5 separate regions of the Mus musculus genome follow, and regions 1, 3, 4 and 5 are each linked to region 2. A link is a contact called in public HiChIP or PLAC-seq and promoter capture Hi-C data. All regions are on one chromosome and are shown on one strand. Each heading gives the region's core, a stretch centred on a gene start, on an enhancer-like site or on the middle of the called end of the contact. The rest is flanking DNA. Distances are from core to core; before and after follow the strand shown. Region 1 holds the start of Cand2 (cullin-associated and neddylation-dissociated 2 (putative)). Region 2 holds the start of Washc2 (WASH complex subunit 2`). Region 3 holds the start of Zfp422 (zinc finger protein 422). Region 4 overlaps Ift122 (intraflagellar transport 122). Region 5 holds the start of Efcab12 (EF-hand calcium binding domain 12).

Region 1 (3,407 bases), core at 306-2,805, 430 kb before region 2:
CATACATACATACACACACACACACACATATATATATATATATATATATATATATATATATATATATATACACACACATATACATATGTGTATGTGAGCAAGAAACTCCTAGATACAAAATACAAATAAATAATAATGATAAAATGTAAAAAATTCCAATTTTGTCTCCACTGTCATTTACTAAATAACTGCCTAAGGTGCCAAGTGATTGCTATATTTCTCCCTGGGAGTATTCACAGTCCCCTGAAGGGCTGTCTCCCCTTCTCATTCATGAAACAATGACTTTCTTCTGGGATGGCCACATAGGTGTGAGCGAGACAGGAGCAAGAAGACTAGGAGAAATGTAGAGGTCCCTAGCCTCCAAGGCTTGGGACTTTGTAGCCACTGTTCAGTCATCTAGAGGAAGAGAAGTTGGATTAGGAGTCGGAAATCAAAGATGTAGCAGATGTCTCATTTAAATCCTTCCTTTCTTTATCTTTTTTTCTAAAGACAGGATCTATGTAGCCAAGGTTGAAATTTTGATCCTCCTGCCTTCCTGCCTTCACCTGCCAAGTTCTGGAATTGCAGGTATGAGACACCCCAGCCCCCTAGATTTCCTTTTACCAACCTGAGGGTGTGGCTCTGTGGTAGAGAAGAACCAAAACAGAAATTTTAATACATTTAAGATAAAACTTTCTTAACCAGGGTCTTGGTGCATGCCTTTAATCTCAATACCTGGGAGAAAGAGGCAGGCAGGTCTCTGAGTTTGAGGCTAGCCTGGTCTACAAAGTGAGTTTCAGGGCAGCAATTACTATACAGAGAAACCTTGTCTCAAAAAACAAAAACAAAAACAAAAAAGAAAAAACAAAACAAAGCAAGAAAGATAAAGGTTTCTTTTATTCCTTTGAGTAACTAAAAATAGCCAGCAGAGGTTGTGTGACTCCCCAAGCTAGGTAGCAGAGATTTGAAGCGACACTTCCTTTCCAGTTTAAAGAGTCCCCCTAAAGATCTACGCGCGCGCGCGCGCACACACACACACACACACACACACACACCTCCTAACTGGGGAAAACTGTGATCAACTTTAGGGAACAGCTATTGCTCTCGGCTTTGGGAACCTGAAGTCCGTCCTTAATTCATCTCAGGTTCTTTGGCTGTGTGGAACCTGGTAGAATCTGGAATTGCCATCCCATGTCCCTGTTTGCATGAGTGCCATTGAGAGAGCAAAGTCAAGGGGTCTTCAAGGCACAATCGGGAGAAGGCGTGGTCAGGGCCGGGTGGTGAGCTGCTGGTGCCCATGCTGAGCAGAGCTGTCCAGGAGAGGGGGCCAGGCCCGTTACTTCAGTCCTGCTCGGGACAGGAGGGGAGAGAGAGAGAGAGAGAGAGAGAGAGAGAGAGAGAGAGAGAGAGAGAGAGAGAGAGAGAGAGAGAGAGAGAGAGAGAGAGAGAGAGAGAGAGAGAGAGAGAGAGAGAGAGAGAGAGAGAGAGAGAGAGAGAGAGAGAGAGAGAGAGAGAGAGAGAGAGAGAGAGAGAGAAGGGGCGTGGCCGGTGGGGGAGGGGGCGTGGTGGAGGGGAGGGGAGGCCGCGCCGCCATATTCGATTCGACCCGCAACCCCGCGGCGCAGCCAGCATGAGTACCGGTGCCTTCTACATCTCCAGCCTGCTGGAGAAGATGACGTCCAGCGACAAAGACTTCAGGTGCGCCCTGTGGGGGCTCGGGACTCGTTTTCAGGGGTCTCAGCCTGTCCCGGCCGCCCCTCTGCTCCCCTGCCCCCCCCCTGCGGACCCCTGTGGGAGCCCCCGGCCTCTTCGCCTGGGCCTGGCTGGGCCTGCAGCCCCGCCCCCAGCCTCTTCCCGCCTTTGCTGTGCTGGCCTCTCAAGTCCCCAACACTGGGCGCCCCCCAGGCTCTCCAGTGAAGTCCCCGTCGGCCTCTCTTTGGAACCCAGTGCAGTCCTCTTCTGACCCTCATTGAAACAGGCCGCTTCCCTGCACAACCTCCATCCAAGGCTATCTTCCGAGACCCACACTTCTGCCCGGTCTCTAGGTTACCCCATCCCCCGCACCCTGTACCCCTACCGGGTCTCCTAACCCTAACAAACTTTACTTTTCTTTCATCTCTTTCTTTTCATCCCGTGCCTTTTCTCCCTGGCCCCTCATCACCACCCCATCTTCCTTATTCCCCTCCTCTCCCAAGATGGTTTAGAGCAGGAAGCAAAGGTTGGGGTGAGGGCTATCTCTCTCCCCCATTCTTTTTCTCCTATCCTCCTCTCCAAACACCACAGAAACACAGGAACAGAGTTGGCAAGAGGAATGGGAATATCTGATGCAGCCCCTCTTGCAGGGGAAACTGAGGTTCAGTGATAAAAAGGGGTTGTTGGTCAGTTGTGGACCCTCAAGTCAACAGGACAGTGCACCATTCTGAGTCTTCTGTCACAGTAGTTATCCCTCCGATTACAAACAGGGAAAATTAGGTTCAGGGACATGAAGGGCCTGGATACAATGCTAACGGTAGGGCCAAGCAGAGTTGGAGGTGTCAGTGGGATTCCCAATCTAGCCAGTCCGGAGGGGCCAGAAGCCTATTTGTGTGGTCTGACCTTTTCCGTGTCCTGTAAATACAGTCCTCAAAAATCTCTGTGCAGCCCTAAGCCCCACAGTGGTAGTAGGGCTTGGGATCCTTTGCCCTGGCTTCAGATCTCGGCAACCATCACTAACTAGATCTGTAAGTGATGGGCAAAGTACTCCATGCCCTCTGAGCCTTAGCTTAGCTGTTTGTGCTTTAGGTAGCAGGTAAGTGCTTTGTGAATGGTTGTCCTGACTCTGTGCAGGGAAACGGGGCAGGTCCTGGTAGACTGTTCTTTGTTCTTTGGGCCCAAGTTCTTTCTGTTCTCCAGAAGTCTGGAGGGGGCTTTGACTTACTCAAAGTCACATGGCCTGCCAGAGTTGAGGGAATGACTCCTGGGCCTATCAGGGAGTTGGCTCTATCACTCAGGGCCTGAGAAGCCCTTTAAATCTGTCCCTGCCAGCAGCGTTGAGGACACCTAAAACCACCCTGAGCATATGAGAATGGTTTCTATTTTTAAAAGTCTGAATACCAAGAGCCTGAGCCTCCTCCCAACCCCCGCCCCCCACCAGCTGTCCAGGCACCATGTGTCCCAGTGTCCTATGGTGCTGCCTCTCAACATGGCAGGAGACCATGGCTTATGGTTCCCAGCGGGGAATGTCTGACTGGGGTTCCAGGCAAGGGACAGCCAGCCTTGGTTCTCAGTTTTATTTGGGGATCAGACTCTTGACAGAGAAAACCAAGAACTTGAGAGGTCTGACAGGGATGTCCAAATCCTTTTTCACTGAGGCAGTGCTGTTTGAGGATTCAGGTGACCTACCTCACGCTGGTGCTTCGTAACCTCTCTGAGCCTGCTTGCTCAGATTG
Region 2 (3,755 bases), core at 865-3,364:
TTAGAATTAGGGGTAGAGTTAGTATTAGGGTTCTGGTTAGGGACTATGGTTAGGTTTAGCATTCTATTTAAGGGTTAGGATTATGTATAAAGTTTACCACTATATTTAACCATAACTAGCCCTTAACTCTAACCTTAATCCCTAACCCTTAACCTGATCCTGACCCTCAACCCTAAGCCTAACTATAATTCTAGTTCTGACCCTAACCTTTTTTTTTTTTTTTTTTTTTTTTTGAGATATCATGCCACCATGCAGCTCTGACTGGCCTGGAACTCTCTATGTAGAGAAGTTGGAGCTCAAACTCACAGATAATCTGTCTACCTCTGCCTTTCAAGTATTAGGTCTCAAGGGGTTTGCTTACCTCAAACTGTATTCTAAACTCTATTAAAACTACTCTTAAGCTAACCTTAGTCAAACACCCTTCCCTAACACTAATACTAAGCTAAGACCAGGCTGCCTTCACACAAACATGTATCAGTTTAGATATGCCTCTTCAGGGTTGGGATAAAGAAATTGTGTGCTACCATACCCAGCTGTGTAATGAATATTAAGGCTGCCCTAATCCTAATTAAACCTTCATCTGTTACGCTCACCCTAAGACTAACGCTCTCCTAACCATAATTCACAACTATCTCAGCATTAACCGTAACACTAAATCCTAACTATAACCCTTCCTTTTATGAGTTGCTTCTGAGGTAATTTTTATTATAACAATAGAAAAATAACTAAGACAGCCACCTTAACCCTAACCCCCAAAATAGCACCATAACCACAATGTTAATCATAACCCTAAATCTAATGTCTATCTATAACACCTGCTCACCCTAACAGCAACACAGATACAATCACACTAATGCTACAGAAACCAACCTGAGCCTTTACCCTGGCTTTACTAGTTCACAGCTGACTACTTGCTCATAAGCAGTTAACTCCCCATTCCCTTCTTTCCTCAATCCCTGGCCCCCACCAACCTACTTCCTCTCTCTGGATTGATCCATTCTGGATATTTCATATAAATAGAATAACCTGTGCTCATGTATATGACTGACCTCTTTCAATTGAAGTATTTCTAGGTTAATTCATGCCCTATCATATATCAGCATTTTATTTCTTTTGGTGAATTGCGTGGTTCTACAGCATTTTGTTTATCCATTCGTCACCTGATGGACATTTAGATTGCTTCTGCTTTCTGGGTATGGATCAACACTACAGTGAAAATTCTTGCAGATTTTTACCTGAGCAGGTTTTCATTTGTCTTAGTTGCATACCAAAGAGAAATCTTTAATGAGGTTTCAACGGAGGTGGCCACAAAGCAAAATCTGAAAGTTGGAAAAATAATCTGCACAGGAGAAATGATAAGATCTAAGGTGAGCACTCACCATATACCAGGCACTATCTGTTTTAACACCTATTATCGCTTCTTTTTTATTTTTATTTTTCGAGACAGAGTTTCTCTCTGTGTAGACCAGGCTGGCCTCGAACTCAGAAATCCGCCTGCCTCTGCCTCCCAAGTGCTGGGATTAAAGGTGTGCGCCACCATGCCCGGCTGTATTGCTTCTTTAATATGCAGAAGAAAGCTTATAGAAGAAGCTAAGTAACTTGTTCTCGGGCACACAAAAAGGAAAGATAAGGGGTTATTTCTAAAAGTCAGTCTGGGCAAGACCAACTCAGAAAGGGGTCTGTTCACAAGGAAGTGCTAGTGGACAGCCAGGGGAGCTTTGGATTTCGATTTCTACCCCTCCACCTCCCGGCCTTGAATCTCAGCTGAGGGTTTCAAGAATTTCAAGCGGATCCACATTGAACTGAAACCAAACCGGTTAGCAGATGTACACATTGAGGGTCACTGTGGCCCTGGGCTAGTCTCACATCACATGCATAATCAATAAAGCCGCCGCACATCCAGGAAGTCGTCCTCCGCTCTCCTTCCTCTTCAGCTCCCACCTGGTAGGCCACGGGACTCCTCAGCATGGGCCCCACTGGTACCTTCCGCCTCTTTCGCACTAGCTGGCCGCTTAAACACCTTCTCTCTGGTCAAACCCAATTACCCAGGAGCTACTAACCCATAGCTCCCGATCAGAGGCTGCGCCCCAGGTCACGTGAGGACACCATCACGTGACGTGAACCATGTGATTACCACCGCGCTGGGTGGGCAGTGTAGTAGCCACTCCCGTAGTCACTTTGGAGCTTGCTGAGTGGCGGTGTCATCGTGGTGAGGACGGCGGCCCAGGAGGGCAGGGCTGGATCCTTCGCCCCAGACTCAGCTCTTCTTTTTGTCCTTCTCGCTGTAGATGAACCGGACGAGCCCCGACTCGGAGCGGCCTCCGGCATCCGAGCCGGTGTGGGAACGGCCCTGGTCGGTGGAGGAGATCCGCCGCAGCAGTCAGAACTGGTCTCTGGCGGCTGACGCCGGTGTGAGCGGGGGACCCGGGGCCAAGGGAGGGACAGAGTTGTAGTTACCCCTCCTCGGGGACACGCTTCCTCCAGTATTCAAAGGCGCAATCTCAGACACCGGGGAGGGCGGCCCTGTGGGCTTCTACCCAGCACTCTGCCGCGCAGACGCGGGTTTCCTTCCGTGCAGTGGCTTTTCAACCTTGCCCTCCACGCCATCCTGCTGAGCAGATTCTGTTTCTGCCCTCTCCAAGGACTGCTTTGTCTCTACGGAGGCCCTTCTGTATTAGAACTGGGGCTAAATGGGGCAGCACATATTTTTGAGTAGATCTGCTCACTTCGGGACCTAAGAGCTCAGAACTTTCATACAAGTGGGATTTGGGGTGTTTTGTCACACTATGTGGTCTCTGGAGCGTGACAACCAAACAGGGCTTTAAATCCCTGTAGAAATGTGATACTGGTTTTGTGTTCTGGACAAACTTATCTGATGAGCTTTCTTAATGCTTTCCAGGGTCACCTGACCTTAGATCAACAGTATCATCCCTTTTTCTTAACATAGGGGCAAAAGGGGAGGGGTTTTTTGTTTGTTTGTTTTGCTTTAAATCACATGTAGTGTTGATACTTGTGTATGTTTCTTTTCAAAATAGCTACTACAGTTTCTACAGGAATTCTCACAGCAGACTATCTCCAGGACTCATGAAATCAAGAAGCAGGTGGATGGATTAATTCAGGAGACCAAAGCCACACATTGTCGTCTGCATAATGTGTTCAATGACTTCCTCATGCTGTCTAATACCCAGTTCATTGAGAATGTGAGTTGTTTTATGGTATCTGACTTTCGAATAATCCCTTTTGGGGAGTAAGAACTATTGTCATTTATAATGATAATAAGGTTCTCTTCTAAGTTTTGGTGGATAGATTGGTTCTTGGTAACTGAAGCTCCTTTCTCTGAAATCAGTGTCTTTTATCAGTAAAGTTCATGGGTTTTACAAACCTTTAAAAACATCTAATAATAAGGTTTGCCTCGTGCTGGTTTTTCTGTTTTTAGTTTTGAGGGCAATTACCATTTGAGCAGAGTTGTGTGCCTCTCAAAAAAGCCACTGTGCTCATTCAGTATGGTCAGCTCTAAGCCTGGCTTGGCCTCACGTGCCCCACTTTTGCCTTCAGTCCCTAGAGACTTTATGTAGGTCCATCATGTCTCCCTCAGTTGTGTAAGTGAATGCAGATGTCTGCTTTGCATTTCGTCATCTACAGTTTTCTTTTTCTTCCTTTTCTTTTTTCTCCTTCTGTTTGTTTGAGACAGGGTTTCTCTGTGTAGCCCTGACCGTCCTGGAACTCACTCTGTAGACCAGGCTGGCCCGGAACTT
Region 3 (3,502 bases), core at 912-3,411, 420 kb after region 2:
TCTGACTGAAACTCTTGGAGCATTTAGCACACTTGTAAGGCTTCTCGTCCACGTTCCTTCTCCGTCGACTCAAGCCCGAGTCGAAGCGAATGGCCACCCCCCATTTCTGTCGCTGGCGGGCTGTCTTGCGCTTGCTCTCATAGGCTTTTCCTTGGCTGGCGCTTCGAGAAATACCCCCTTTGGGCTTTCCTAACCTCATGGTGAGTAGGCAAATGTGTCGGCAAGAGATCCTACTGTCTTCTGAACTTCTGAACTAAGGTCTCATATCCTAGAGTGACGCAACTCGGAATTCCCTTCTGTAGAAGAAAAAGAAAAATACAGATATTTATTAGTTCAGCACTAGCACCTCTTCAATCTATCAAAACTGCATCCATGTGTAGCCAAAGCACACCTAGTACAAGTGCAATGACGCACTTTTAAGAGACAGGTGCTCGTTAGGTGATTCTAATGCCAGAGGTTAAGCTTAATCAGCATCATCATCATTTTGCAACGTTTCTGATTTTGGACAGGCAAAAGAGAAGACGAAGAAAAACATAAACCTGTTAGGGAGGAGCCACAGAGAGTATTTTGAAGGACTAAAAAGCAAAAGCAAGATAAAGTCTCAGAGAAGATACAAAAATAACTGCAAAAGATGATCAATATCTCTGCTAAACAGCATCTCAGGTCAATACTGGCTGTGCTAAATTTCTCATTTAATAGCTGCTACGTAAGATATCCAATTCAAAAGAAATGACAGATTATACTACACCTCCATAGATTCCTATCTATTCTTATTTGCTTGGTTATTTCTATAGATGATAACTTAGCAAGCGGAGTTGAAAATAGAAGCTAATCGGTAAAGAGAATTTCAAGTTTCCCAAGAGTCTTATTCAGAAAATACTAGGTGAGAAAAATCTGGAAAAAAAAAAAAAAAACCAAAACACTTTATTCTTCCTTTCCTAGACTATAGCACGCCAAGAAGGAGAGCACAACCAAAAGCTCTAAAATAAGTTTATTGCATTACATTTAAGGTTGTCTGGAAGCTGTCAAAACAACCCCTTCCACACACACACACTCCAAATAGGCGAGAGTGTGGGAGGTGTTCAGGCCTGCAAAGCCAGTCACTGGACTTCCAGTGTCTTAGGTTAGTTGGAAAACCTACTTGCAACTCAGTTATTTTTCTGAGTTTCCTTGCACACAAGCATTTAAAGTAAGTAAATAAAAACACAAATGACATCTTTTCCTGCCTTTTTTTTCCTTCGTCTTGATTTTGCTGTATAATAATCCTCCAAACGTAAGAGTGCCCAGGGGCTTTTCCTGGGTGTTTAATAATTTTATCTGCTACAATTGCAGCAACAGAAAGAGCAAACTGCACATAACACAGATCTACAGCAATCACTGCCCATAACCGTCTCGGTTATGTACAGACCACGTAAACAGGAGACACTGTGTGGGGTACCTGGTACTCAATAAATAGCTATAATGGTAAGCATACACTTTTAAACACATCTCTTTAAATACCGGGGAACTCACAACTGGTTGCAAACTGATCGATTATGGAATCTACCTATGGATGAAGTAATCATACTTACAGGTAGCCTATGTGTGCTCCTATTTTTAAAATAAAGCTGATTTAAAACCTCCTTTCGTGGGTTCGTAAACACAGGCCCGAAGCTCCTTTAGCTCCTTTACCCATCCCAACCCCGGAGCCGCCTCCGGGCCTGATTTCTCACTGTCCGACCTGGGGAGTCCATCGCCCCCTCGTCTAACGCCCGCCAAGTCCGGTTGTCTGATCGAGGTCCCCAGTAGGGGAGAGGCTGGGTAAAGCTGGGTGATGGAGCTCCAGTACTGGGGACCCGTCTAGCCGGCGTGCACCTGCTCCCTCACCCATTTACGGCAGCAACAAAGAGTCCGCCGCTTCCCTCCAAGTCGCTCACAATGGCCCGGTGCAGCCTACCCACCCGTACAATGGAGTCTTTCTCCTCCGCGGCGAGCGGAGGCGCCCAGGCCGAAGCCGACCCCAGCCCGAGGCCACCCGCCGGGCTCCGTGCAGCGCCGCAGCCCGACCCGACCCAACACCGGCCCAGGCAGACCCGCAGGCCCCGCGTACTCACCGCGCAGGCCGCCACGGTGCCCGCCTCGCGCCTCGCCCGCCGGAAGTGCGGGCTGCTAGCCGCGGAGCTGCCGGCCGCTCTAGGAAGAGGCGGAGAGACCCTCTATGGTCCCCGGCCCACCCCACCATATCCTGCGGATTCTTCCGGTGGTCCTTTTGTGTTCCTCTCTTACCACTCAGAAGGCAGAGCCAAGGACCTTAAGGCCTGTTACCCGCTCTCTTTCTATTCTGGTCGACCTACACAGAAACTGGCCTTTGTTAGATTCTGCTCACCACCCCCAAACCAGCCCGTTCCAACTTGTAAATTGCATTCTTAGTACTGAGTATCTAGTCTAGAGAAATAACTTCAGCCTAAGGTGTTACTTATGTTTTTCACGGGTCGCCTTATATCACCAAAAGGCCCGTGAAATTTCTGGAGGACACTGTCCGCACAGGCTGACTGATTGATTAAAACGGCGGTGGTGAAGAGAGGTTGGGATGTTGCAGGTCCAGAGCATAATTAGTATTCATCTTGGGATGCATCCATTCCTTGTCCACTTCTATGGAAGGATGTGCAACATCCTGACAGATAAAACACAAAATCCCATTCTCCAATCAAAAGGCCAAGAATACTATGTTAGATGACATCTATAGCTGAGATGTCTAAACAGAGCTCTAACCCACCTCTCTGATGTTTCTACAAATGAATTTAAAAGTATCTTGATTTATGGCTTTCTTTGTTCTGTTACTGTCAAACCTTCATGAATTTGGTTGCAGGTTGAAAGGCGGAGTTTGGGTAATCTAAATCTGTGTTCCCTGGGCCATCATCACTTGTGTTTGGCCTCTGAATAAAACTCATGACTTTGAGGAGAGAGCCGTGACTTTGCATCAGCCACTCCTATCAGAGGAAAATGAATGCGTTCAGTGTACTGGGCAGGAACCCCAGCTTGGAGAGGAATTCTGCTCCCGCTCACACTGTGAGTGAACAACTCGGTTTGGAAAGGCACACATGCTTCCTTCCCAGGGGAGTTCTAATGGCTTCAGATTCATCGCATTAAGGCAGACTCCCCTCACTGGCGACCTTGGCTGATCCTGGTGTCCATAAATGCAACTTCCTGCAGAGAAGCAGCACTCTTCTGCGCGGCTGGCCAGATAAGTGAGCTTCTGTGGTTATGGAGGGTTTGGGAGTGTCGTAGGTCCGGAGCCCAGTCATAACAGAGTTTGAGGTATCTCTAGCCATGGAAATAACCACTACTTTGCCCACTTTTGACCTGACATCCTGTGACTGACAGGTAAAAAATATTTTGGGATGTGCTAATTTAACAAAACTGATTTTCTACAACCAGAAGTCCAAGAGTCATCTGATAGCGGAAGCCTGCAGCTGAGGTTCCTCCATGCTGCTATAACCTCCCACTCCATGCTTCCACTAGT
Region 4 (3,706 bases), core at 42-2,541, 330 kb before region 2:
CCTGAAGCAGTGTTTCTCTCATTCCTACTCTCCCGGGGAAGGAGAAAACACGGGCTCAATATGGTTCCGATGTCACTGGCAGTCACTTAGCCAGCACCCAAGGAGTAGGGCCACTATGTGCAGAGCTTGAGTGCAAATATTCCCGAGGGAGGCTGGCAGGAAGGCTCCTGTGCTGAAGGCTTCCTGCTCTTGCAGTGGAGCACAGACAGAATGCATGGGTGGGGTGGAAATGTTTGAAAAAAGGGAGGGGAAGACTGGCATTTCACAGACATTTCCCTTTTCAACCTTGCTTAGCTACAGGGACTCTGGGGACTCATGTGACTGGGACAGCTGGGAATGAAGGAAAGATAAGACGCAGTTGGGAAAACTGGGAATGAAGGAAAGATAAGACGCAGTTGGGAAAACTGGGATTGTGTGGACCACAACTCTCCGGAAGCCCAGTGTGTTTATTGTATGAAGTTGAATATAGAGGCAGTATTCTTACTTACAGCTGAGTGAAGAAGCTGGATCAAGGAGACAGGTTTAGCTAATCTCTGTCAGAGCAGTCTCAGCAGGGCACAGTCTTCAGGCCATAAACATCTGGGAGGAAAGTTGTCTTGGACATTTTCTGCATGTATTGCCAATATCCACCCATGGAGCAGAAAGGGAAGGCTCTACCATCTCCCCCAGTCTTACTCGAAGCTGTGGCATCCTTGCTTGACACGAAGCCATGCGAGATTACACATTCACCCAGGACTCCATCCACTCACGGCTTCCTCTGCTCTCTGTGGATGCACTTGGCTGTGTAAATTTGGATGTGCTCTGTATTTCACGTAGCCGTACTTCACGGCCCAGGCAGGGTAGAATTGGCTTTGTTGTCTGTTTTGAGGGCACTGGACCACCTCTGGGGATTGGAGGGAGCAAGCCTGAACTGATCCAGTGTGCCATGCGCAGTGCACAGCTCACATACAGTCATGTGCAGTGACAGAGGCCTAGAAAGGGGACTCTCCAAAAGCGCACTCATTACTCATTTTACTTTTATTAGCTTAACAACGAGTTAGGTTGTTCGATGGTGGCACTGTCAAACAAGCCTCTTGACCTCATCCCCGCTCCCTTCCTGGTGTCCTCCCACTTCGTGTCTGTTGCCCTCTCCTCCCCAAGCCTCTTGTTCCCTCTCACAGTTTCCTACTAACTTCACTGTCTGTACCCGCTGTCACACCCTTTATTTACAAACACTAGAGGTTAGGCATGAGGGCACATGGTGTCTGTCTGTCTGTCTGAGATTGGGTCATCAGTGGGAAGCTTTACAGCTTCCCTCCTGCACTTTCCACTTCCTTAACTTATATTTTAATGCTGAGTTGGTCTCTGGCGGCCATGCCCTAGCTATGAGCAGCTAAGTTGTCCTTTTCTTTGGGATTTAAGCCCTGAAGAACTTGGCTAGAGAACTTCACCATCTACCTTTTTTCTTTTTTCTTTAAAAAAAAACAAAAACAAAAACAAAAACAAAAAAACAAAAAACAGTTGTAGATTCTCAGTACATTGCAGAGCAGTGCTGTGCATTCTTCACCCAGTTCTCCTACTGGGCGCCCAGTGGGTACCTAATGGGCAGTCCAGGAACCAGGGAGGTGGGGGGCACAGTGTGTTTTAATTCTGTCCTTCAGTCACATGTGCAGTGTACCACTACTGCAGTACAGGATCCCATTCCCATACCAGTGCCTGCCCCTTGATACCCACAATCCCAGGAGCCACAGATGTGTTCTGCAGGTGTGTGGTTGCCATCCAGTATGTTGTATTCATGGATTTCTATGGTGTCAAGCCTTTGGAAGTTGGCTTTTTCTTTTTCTTAACTCAGCATAAGACCCTGGAGATTTGAGTTTTGTATGAATGGATAGTTTAGTTTTCTCTATTGCTGAATAGTCTTGCTCTCTTTTCTATTGTCTAACACTGAAGGGTTATGGTCTCCTGAGCAGAAGTCTGTGTCCAAGCACAAATCCAGCAGCAAGATCACGTGCTGCAGGTAAGTTAGGGAGGCTCTGACAATAGGCATTGTGCTCCTTTCTCTCCCCAGCAGACTCCCACAGCCTCTGATTTCACCCACAGAGAAACTGTGGTGTTGGCCAGCTGGGATAGGCTTCCCGTGTTTCCCTTTTTCCTTCTCTGGTCTCCTTGATGGGAAAGGCTGGTGCCTTTGATAACCTTCATGGGAGACGGCATGGGCGTATGCGGTGGGAAAGTCAGACAGGAACCTCTGACGTTGGTGCTAGACTCAGACCAGAATCTGCATCCTGCCACTGATAGGCCGGTGACCTTGGGTGCTTACTAAATCATGGAGCAATGGTGATAACAATACCATTTCCCGAAACACTCAAAGCACCAGCAGGCCTAGGCGCTCTATAACTGAGCAGCCTTTGAAGGCACTCTGAGATTCAACATTTATTGAATGACATGTCAAGCCCTGTTTGAAGGCTAAAAAGGCATAAGACAGTCTGTTTACTGAGAGCCCATGGATTGGGAGGGAGTTGAACTGTAAAGCAGAAAATAGGGCCTAGTCATGAGTGCAGACTGCCGTGGAGATGTGTGCACAGTCAGGGGATAGATGCCATCTGGATTAGACATTCCTGCCTTAAGTTCTCCCTGATTCCAGATGTAAGTGGCAGTCTGAGCTGAGTCTATGTCAGGAATACGCGGGAGCAATGAAACCACAGCCTGGCTGCTGCCTCACAGTTTCTACCCTCTGTGTGCTCCTTCCCACCTCCCATGCCCTCCGTTGGTTGTGTGTGCAGCTGGACAAACGATGGTCAGTACCTGGCTCTGGGCATGGCCAATGGCATCATCAGTATACGGAACAAGAATGGTGAAGAGAAAGTGAAGATCGAGCGCCCTGGGGGCTCCCTCTCCCCAATATGGTCCATCTGCTGGAACCCTTCAAGGTACCCATGGCTGGGTTTCTCCTGGCTGGCACTATTAGAAGAAGCCTTCTGAGTTCCTTTTCTTTTCCTGACATCTGTAGTTTAAAGTCCTCTCTCCCACTTCCCTGGTCTGTTTGGAACCTGGTTTTTATAAATGAAGTTTTAAAAGAGCCTATATTGAAATTTGGAATGAATCCCAGAGATTTAGCCAAGCAGATGAACTATCTAGGCCAGGAGAGAGAGAGAGAGAGAGAGAGAGAGAGAGAGAGAGAGAAGAGAGAAGAGAGAAGAGAGAAGAGAGACTTCTTCATGAACTAATTGTGCTGATCTCCCTGTGCTTCTCTTCTTGCTTCATCGGCCCTTCCCTCATGTCCAGGAGCATGCACCCACCCACCCGCCTGTTACACTGTTAACAGAATGGCACTCTCTTGAGTAATTTTTTTTTTTAATTTCCCTTGCCAAAAAGTTAAAATTAAGCCTACAAATGCCCCTAAAACCTAAAGGTCTGCAGACAGTTGGCACTACTTGCTCAAACCTCAAACTTACTTTTCTTTTATGCCATGTGACTTTGATGGTGGACTAAAAGCTCTCGCGGCTCTTTGCGTAATTCTATAATATTATTAAGCCTATCCCCACGGAGTTCTCTGAGGGTAAATTAAAGGGCTCAATTGTTTACTGTCCTAGTGTTATTTTACAGGTGGTTGCCCACTTGATTGAGGAGGCTGTTTAATTCCGTTGCCTTTCTTACTACAGGTTATTATAATTCTTCCTGAATAATTCTGTCCAGCGGAGGCCCTCCTTATGTATAGAAGGCCTTC
Region 5 (3,814 bases), core at 73-2,572, 370 kb before region 2:
TTCTCGGCAAAGAACAGTGATTAGCCTATCAGGTGTTATCCCAGCCACCCTCTTGCAGACAGGTGGCCTGCTTACCACCCACTCACTTTTCACACCACTTCTTTCTAGTGCTCTTCAGGACTATGACCAAGCAGTGACAGGCTGAGGCTACCATCCTGTCATTAGAAGAGATGGTGGAGTTGGAAGAGAAAGCGCTGAATTTCCACTCCTGCATGCACAGGTACACTTTCTGATGTCACTGGCTGACTTTGCTTCTGTTTGTACATTCCCAGAACGTCACTGTGGGCCTCGAATGCTGGATAAGACCCCATTTACTGACCCTTGTGTGTCTCCCAGGAGCACCTGCCTTAGAGCCCTCACTTCGCCTCAGAAAACACACTTGTTCTCCTTCCCTGACTCACACCTCAGCTGCTGCCTTCCTTTCTGGCCGTCATCCTGGGCTCATCCTGTTGTCCTGGTCACTCCTCTAAGTGTCAACACTCTACACCAGGCAGCTTCTCCCACTCACCTCCGTGCTGAGCACCCCCATCCCAGCACAACCATGCCATCTTAGTTGTTCTGAAAACATCTCACTTCTATAGTTTACAGGGTCTTAGGTGTCCACGACTAAGATTAAACGTGTCCCCTGGTTCCAGTCTCATCTAACCAGGTCCTGCAGACACTTTCCATCTCCATGAAGAGCACTGTCACTTACCAGCGTCTGTGATCGTCAAGCCGAAAGTCACACGACTTTTTCTCTCCTCGGCTTTCTGGGCCTCCCATAACCTGGATGATTTCTTTTGCTTCCCACTATGTTTGGCCAGGGTTTCTGCCACATTCTGACTGTGTGCTTTGGAAAGGTGGCTAGAGAGACCAGCATCCCACTGCGAAGCATTAGATGGGTGGGGAGGAGGTTTTCGGAGAGCATGGGTCTTCTGGCATCCAACTCTTCTTGTTTGTTTGTACCCTCCACCTCTCAAATTGCAAACCTTTGCCAAGCACTTGTTTGGGGGCAGACAGCTGACTGTCTCCTCTCCAGGTCTCTTTTTCAATATAGAACGCATTGTTGCCCAACTGAGAAAAATGCAGGTTCCCAGGCGCAAGAGCCTGGCTTTGATTCCAAGTCACGTGACTCAGCCGGGTTCTCTAGCTAGGTCCGGTCCGGGCATAGGAATCCAGGCCGTTTGTGACCTTCTGGAACTCCCTATCCCACAATGGAGACGGCACAATGAGGCTTCTAGCCTATCCTGGAGCTCTCCAACAGCTCTGCCGCCCGGAGCCGGAGGATTCCTGTAGATGGCGTTATGAAGTACGCCCCCAGTTTAGCCGTTTGGTGGAAATAAGCTTCAGGTTTTGCAAAAGGCTGCTCAACCTGCTGAGAGTAAGCCTCTGTTGTCATGACTATAGATGCCCTACACCGATTGGCTGAGCGCTTCCACTTGCAAGAAGGAGGCGGGAGAACCTTTCTTCCCTTCCACCTCCCAAACCCGGAAGTCAGGAGCTTCGGCGATTTGCTTAGCTCTGGCTGGTGCCTCCTTTGGGAAATCATACATATGTCCCAGTCTTCCCATGGCCCCCTATTCTGAAGAAAAAAAAAAATGTCCTATTTTCTTGTAAGCTGCAGGTCCTTCACAGATCTTATCTTCAGGCTTCACTTTTCTCATTTAAAAAAAGTATCATAACTCTACCCTGGGTTCTGAGAATCCTAGTCAGTCAAGGTCAAATAAAAGACAGGTATTTGGTGCTATGACTGGGTGTTATGGTCTGGAATCAACAGTTTTGGTGGCAACCACTTGTATCCCAGCGCGGGAAGATAGACGTTAAGTTTGAGGCCAGCTTGTGTTACATAAGTCCCAGGCCAGCCAGAGCCACTCAATGAGAGCCTATCTTTAATCAAAGCCAGAAACAGGTTAGAACCAGTCCTAATAATAAACCTTTGAAATCTCCACTAATAGGTGAACTATGGGGTGTGCATGGAAAGATACATGACCCACACTACATGGAGGAGTCTAGTAAACGGAAGAATCCAGACTCAGGCTCAGGCCTTACACCTGTTTCTTCGAGACAGGGTTTCTCTGTATAGCCCTGGCTGTCCTGGAACTCACTTTGTAGACCAGGCTGGACTCGAACTCAGAAATCCATCTGCCTCTGCCTCCCAAGTGCTGGGATTAAAGGCATGTGCCACCACGCCAGGCTCAGAAATGTCTTTGAGTTAGCTAGTGTTAGTGGCTGTAAATGTGTTAAACACAAAACAAAACCATTTAATTAAACACTTACAAAAATGTGGTCTGGCCAGGTATGGTAGTACACAGGAGGAGCTCTGTGAATTGGTGGCCAGTCTGGTCTACATAGAAAAATCCTGTCTCCAAAAAAAAAAAAAAAAAAGAAAAAAAGAAAAAGTTTTGTACTGCTGGGCACTGAGCTCTAAGCCTTGGGCATGCCAGGAAAACTCAACTGCTGAACTACCCACCTGATTCTAACATTTTAAACTGTAGGTCACAAAATAAAGATCAACATTTGAACAAGTTCTCTGTGCTGGGGACCATCTTCACTAGATTTAGCATCCTCCTGACTCCCCACAACCCGAGGCACTCGCTTCTACTGGCCCTTCTGAGCCACAGCCTCTGAACACTTACAAAACCATGACAAGGCACCATGGTTTCACTGAGATGCGAGGGAAGGCACGGAGGTCAGGCAACCTTATCTCCTGAAAAGAAAGAGTCGCCCTGGAACCCCAGCAATTGGCCAGACAGAGCTCCCCTTCAAGGCGACCAGGGAGAGGGGGGTTAAGTGGCCCTGCCCTGCAGCCTTATCTCATCTCATAGCTGACATTTGGGAAATTTGCTTTGCCACCTAACCTTGGCCATGGCCCAGGCATCCAAAGATTTCTCTGGACTCTGACCTGCTTGTGTCTGGATCTCCATCCTCACTTTGTCTTCTCTGCCATACTGTTAGCACTGTTCTCTTCCTGGGAGGTCTCTACAGAGCCTTCTCATCCTTTTCCCTCCCCAGCACAGAGCTCTGCACTTATGTGTGTTCCTGTGATGTTTGTGAAAATATTAAGGGTTATTGTGAAGTGGGAGGTATGGCCAGCTTTCCTGCCACATCACATCTCTTTACACTTATGTGAACTTATTTCACATGCATGTATACACACGACCTGTGTGCCCAGAGGAGGGCAACAGATCCCCTCCATAGACATGCTAGGAACTGAACCTGACTACTCTGTGACCAATGATCTCTCCACCTCCAGCATCCCTCTCACAGCTGCCACCTGTTCACCAGAGGAAAAATCAATTAGCCTGCAACAGAGCACATCTGCCTATACCCACTCGCTATCCTACGACAAATAGCTTCCTGACAGCTGGTTTACTTTGCCTTCATTCGATTTAATTTTCAAACCAAACCTTAGAATGACAATTGATCGTCGGAACTAGAACCATGATGGTATACCACCTGCCATGGAAATGGCACCAAACATTGGGAGAGAGAAGGTTTCACAAAGGATCAGGGTTAAAGGGTGAGTTGCAATGGAGCCATAAGCCACACTCGCACAGGGATATTAAGGGCAAATCTAAAATTCCTCAGAGCCAATGCAAGTGGTCAAGAACACAATGCCAAAGGGACCTTACTTTTTAATAAAAATATTTTATTAACTACCTAATACAAAGTGATAGGTTTCATAAGTATATTAGGATCTTAAGAATTCCATATACTCGAGCGGGGCCAGAGCAGGGCCAGAAGCAAGCAGAGGTCCTGAGTTCAATTCCCAACAATCACATTATGGCTCATAACCATCTGTACAGTTACAGTGTACTCATATACATAAAACAAA

Evidence for each region. Promoter capture Hi-C pulls out the DNA fragments that hold promoters and counts their contacts. HiChIP or PLAC-seq counts read pairs in DNA pulled down with a chosen protein or histone mark.
Region 1: a promoter capture Hi-C map of neutrophils shows a contact between it and region 2, with 2.7 times the contacts expected there. The contact joins the promoter of Cand2 here to the promoter of Washc2 in region 2. A contact is called at or near these places in 2 of 39 promoter capture datasets (neutrophils and second pharyngeal arch cranial neural crest), 1 of 484 Hi-C or Micro-C datasets (CD8 T cells), 1 of 115 datasets of contacts at active chromatin or transcription factors (pro-B cells) and 1 of 9 other capture datasets (adipose tissue).
Region 3: a promoter capture Hi-C map of embryonic stem cells shows a contact between it and region 2, with 2.9 times the contacts expected there. The contact joins the promoter of Zfp422 here to the promoter of Washc2 in region 2. A contact is called at or near these places in 6 of 39 promoter capture datasets (the C10 cell line, the HPC-7 cell line, embryonic stem cells and 2 more), 2 of 484 Hi-C or Micro-C datasets (LSK cells and nephron progenitors), 5 of 115 datasets of contacts at active chromatin or transcription factors (embryonic forebrain, embryonic hindbrain and embryonic stem cells) and 2 of 9 other capture datasets (adipose tissue and liver).
Region 4: an H3K4me3 HiChIP or PLAC-seq map of bone marrow-derived macrophages shows a contact between it and region 2, with 2.3 times the contacts expected there. The contact joins the enhancer-like site here to the promoter of Washc2 in region 2. A contact is called at or near these places in 9 of 39 promoter capture datasets (the C10 cell line, the HPC-7 cell line, hippocampal neurons and 3 more), 1 of 15 datasets of contacts at CTCF or cohesin (large pre-B cells), 7 of 115 datasets of contacts at active chromatin or transcription factors (bone marrow-derived macrophages, embryonic stem cells, pro-B cells and 1 more) and 3 of 9 other capture datasets (adipose tissue, liver and pancreatic islet).
Region 5: an H3K4me3 HiChIP or PLAC-seq map of bone marrow-derived macrophages shows a contact between it and region 2, with 5 times the contacts expected there. The contact joins the promoter of Efcab12 here to the promoter of Washc2 in region 2. A contact is called at or near these places in 6 of 39 promoter capture datasets (the 3T3-L1 cell line, the C10 cell line, the HPC-7 cell line and 2 more), 3 of 484 Hi-C or Micro-C datasets (B cells, CD8 T cells and LSK cells), 5 of 115 datasets of contacts at active chromatin or transcription factors (the 230-238 cell line, bone marrow-derived macrophages, embryonic stem cells and 1 more) and 4 of 9 other capture datasets (adipose tissue, liver, macrophages and 1 more).

What each region holds. Positions count from the first base shown.
Region 1 is chr6:115,773,002-115,776,408 of GRCm38.p6, forward strand. It overlaps Cand2 (cullin-associated and neddylation-dissociated 2 (putative)), which reads left to right and starts at 1,556. Exons shown (of 15, transcript NM_025958.2): 1 at 1,556-1,677. The coding sequence starts at 1,610. Mir7660 (microRNA 7660) reads left to right here and starts at 2,656; the gene lies at 2,656-2,718.
Region 2 is chr6:116,205,919-116,209,673 of GRCm38.p6, forward strand. Washc2 (WASH complex subunit 2`) reads left to right here and starts at 2,115. Exons shown (of 31, transcript NM_026585.3): 1 at 2,115-2,209; 2 at 2,289-2,411; 3 at 3,036-3,200. The coding sequence starts at 2,289. 9530062K07Rik (RIKEN cDNA 9530062K07 gene) reads right to left here and starts at 2,075. Exons shown (of 4, transcript NR_131013.1): 1 at 1,984-2,075; 2 at 1,236-1,339.
Region 3 is chr6:116,626,838-116,630,339 of GRCm38.p6, forward strand. It overlaps Zfp422 (zinc finger protein 422), which reads right to left and starts at 2,162. Exons shown (of 2, transcript NM_026057.3): 1 at 2,094-2,162; 2 at 1-296. The coding sequence starts at 199.
Region 4 is chr6:115,878,715-115,882,420 of GRCm38.p6, forward strand. It overlaps Ift122 (intraflagellar transport 122), which reads left to right. Exons shown (of 29, transcript NM_001167763.1): 6 at 1,930-1,996; 7 at 2,763-2,909. Among named protein-coding and RNA genes, the nearest start is that of Ift122, 27 kb to the left of the region's middle. Within about 2 kb of position 1,292, at least 19 of the 459 cell types and tissues checked have an H3K27ac peak or open chromatin away from gene starts, as enhancers often do. A contact at or near this core is called in adipose tissue and bone marrow-derived macrophages, where this site is marked.
Region 5 is chr6:115,837,090-115,840,903 of GRCm38.p6, forward strand. It overlaps Efcab12 (EF-hand calcium binding domain 12), which reads right to left and starts at 1,323. Exons shown (of 9, transcript NM_001110506.1): 1 at 695-1,323. The coding sequence starts at 1,043. It overlaps Mbd4 (methyl-CpG binding domain protein 4), which reads right to left. Exons shown (of 8, transcript NM_010774.2): 8 at 3,608-3,814.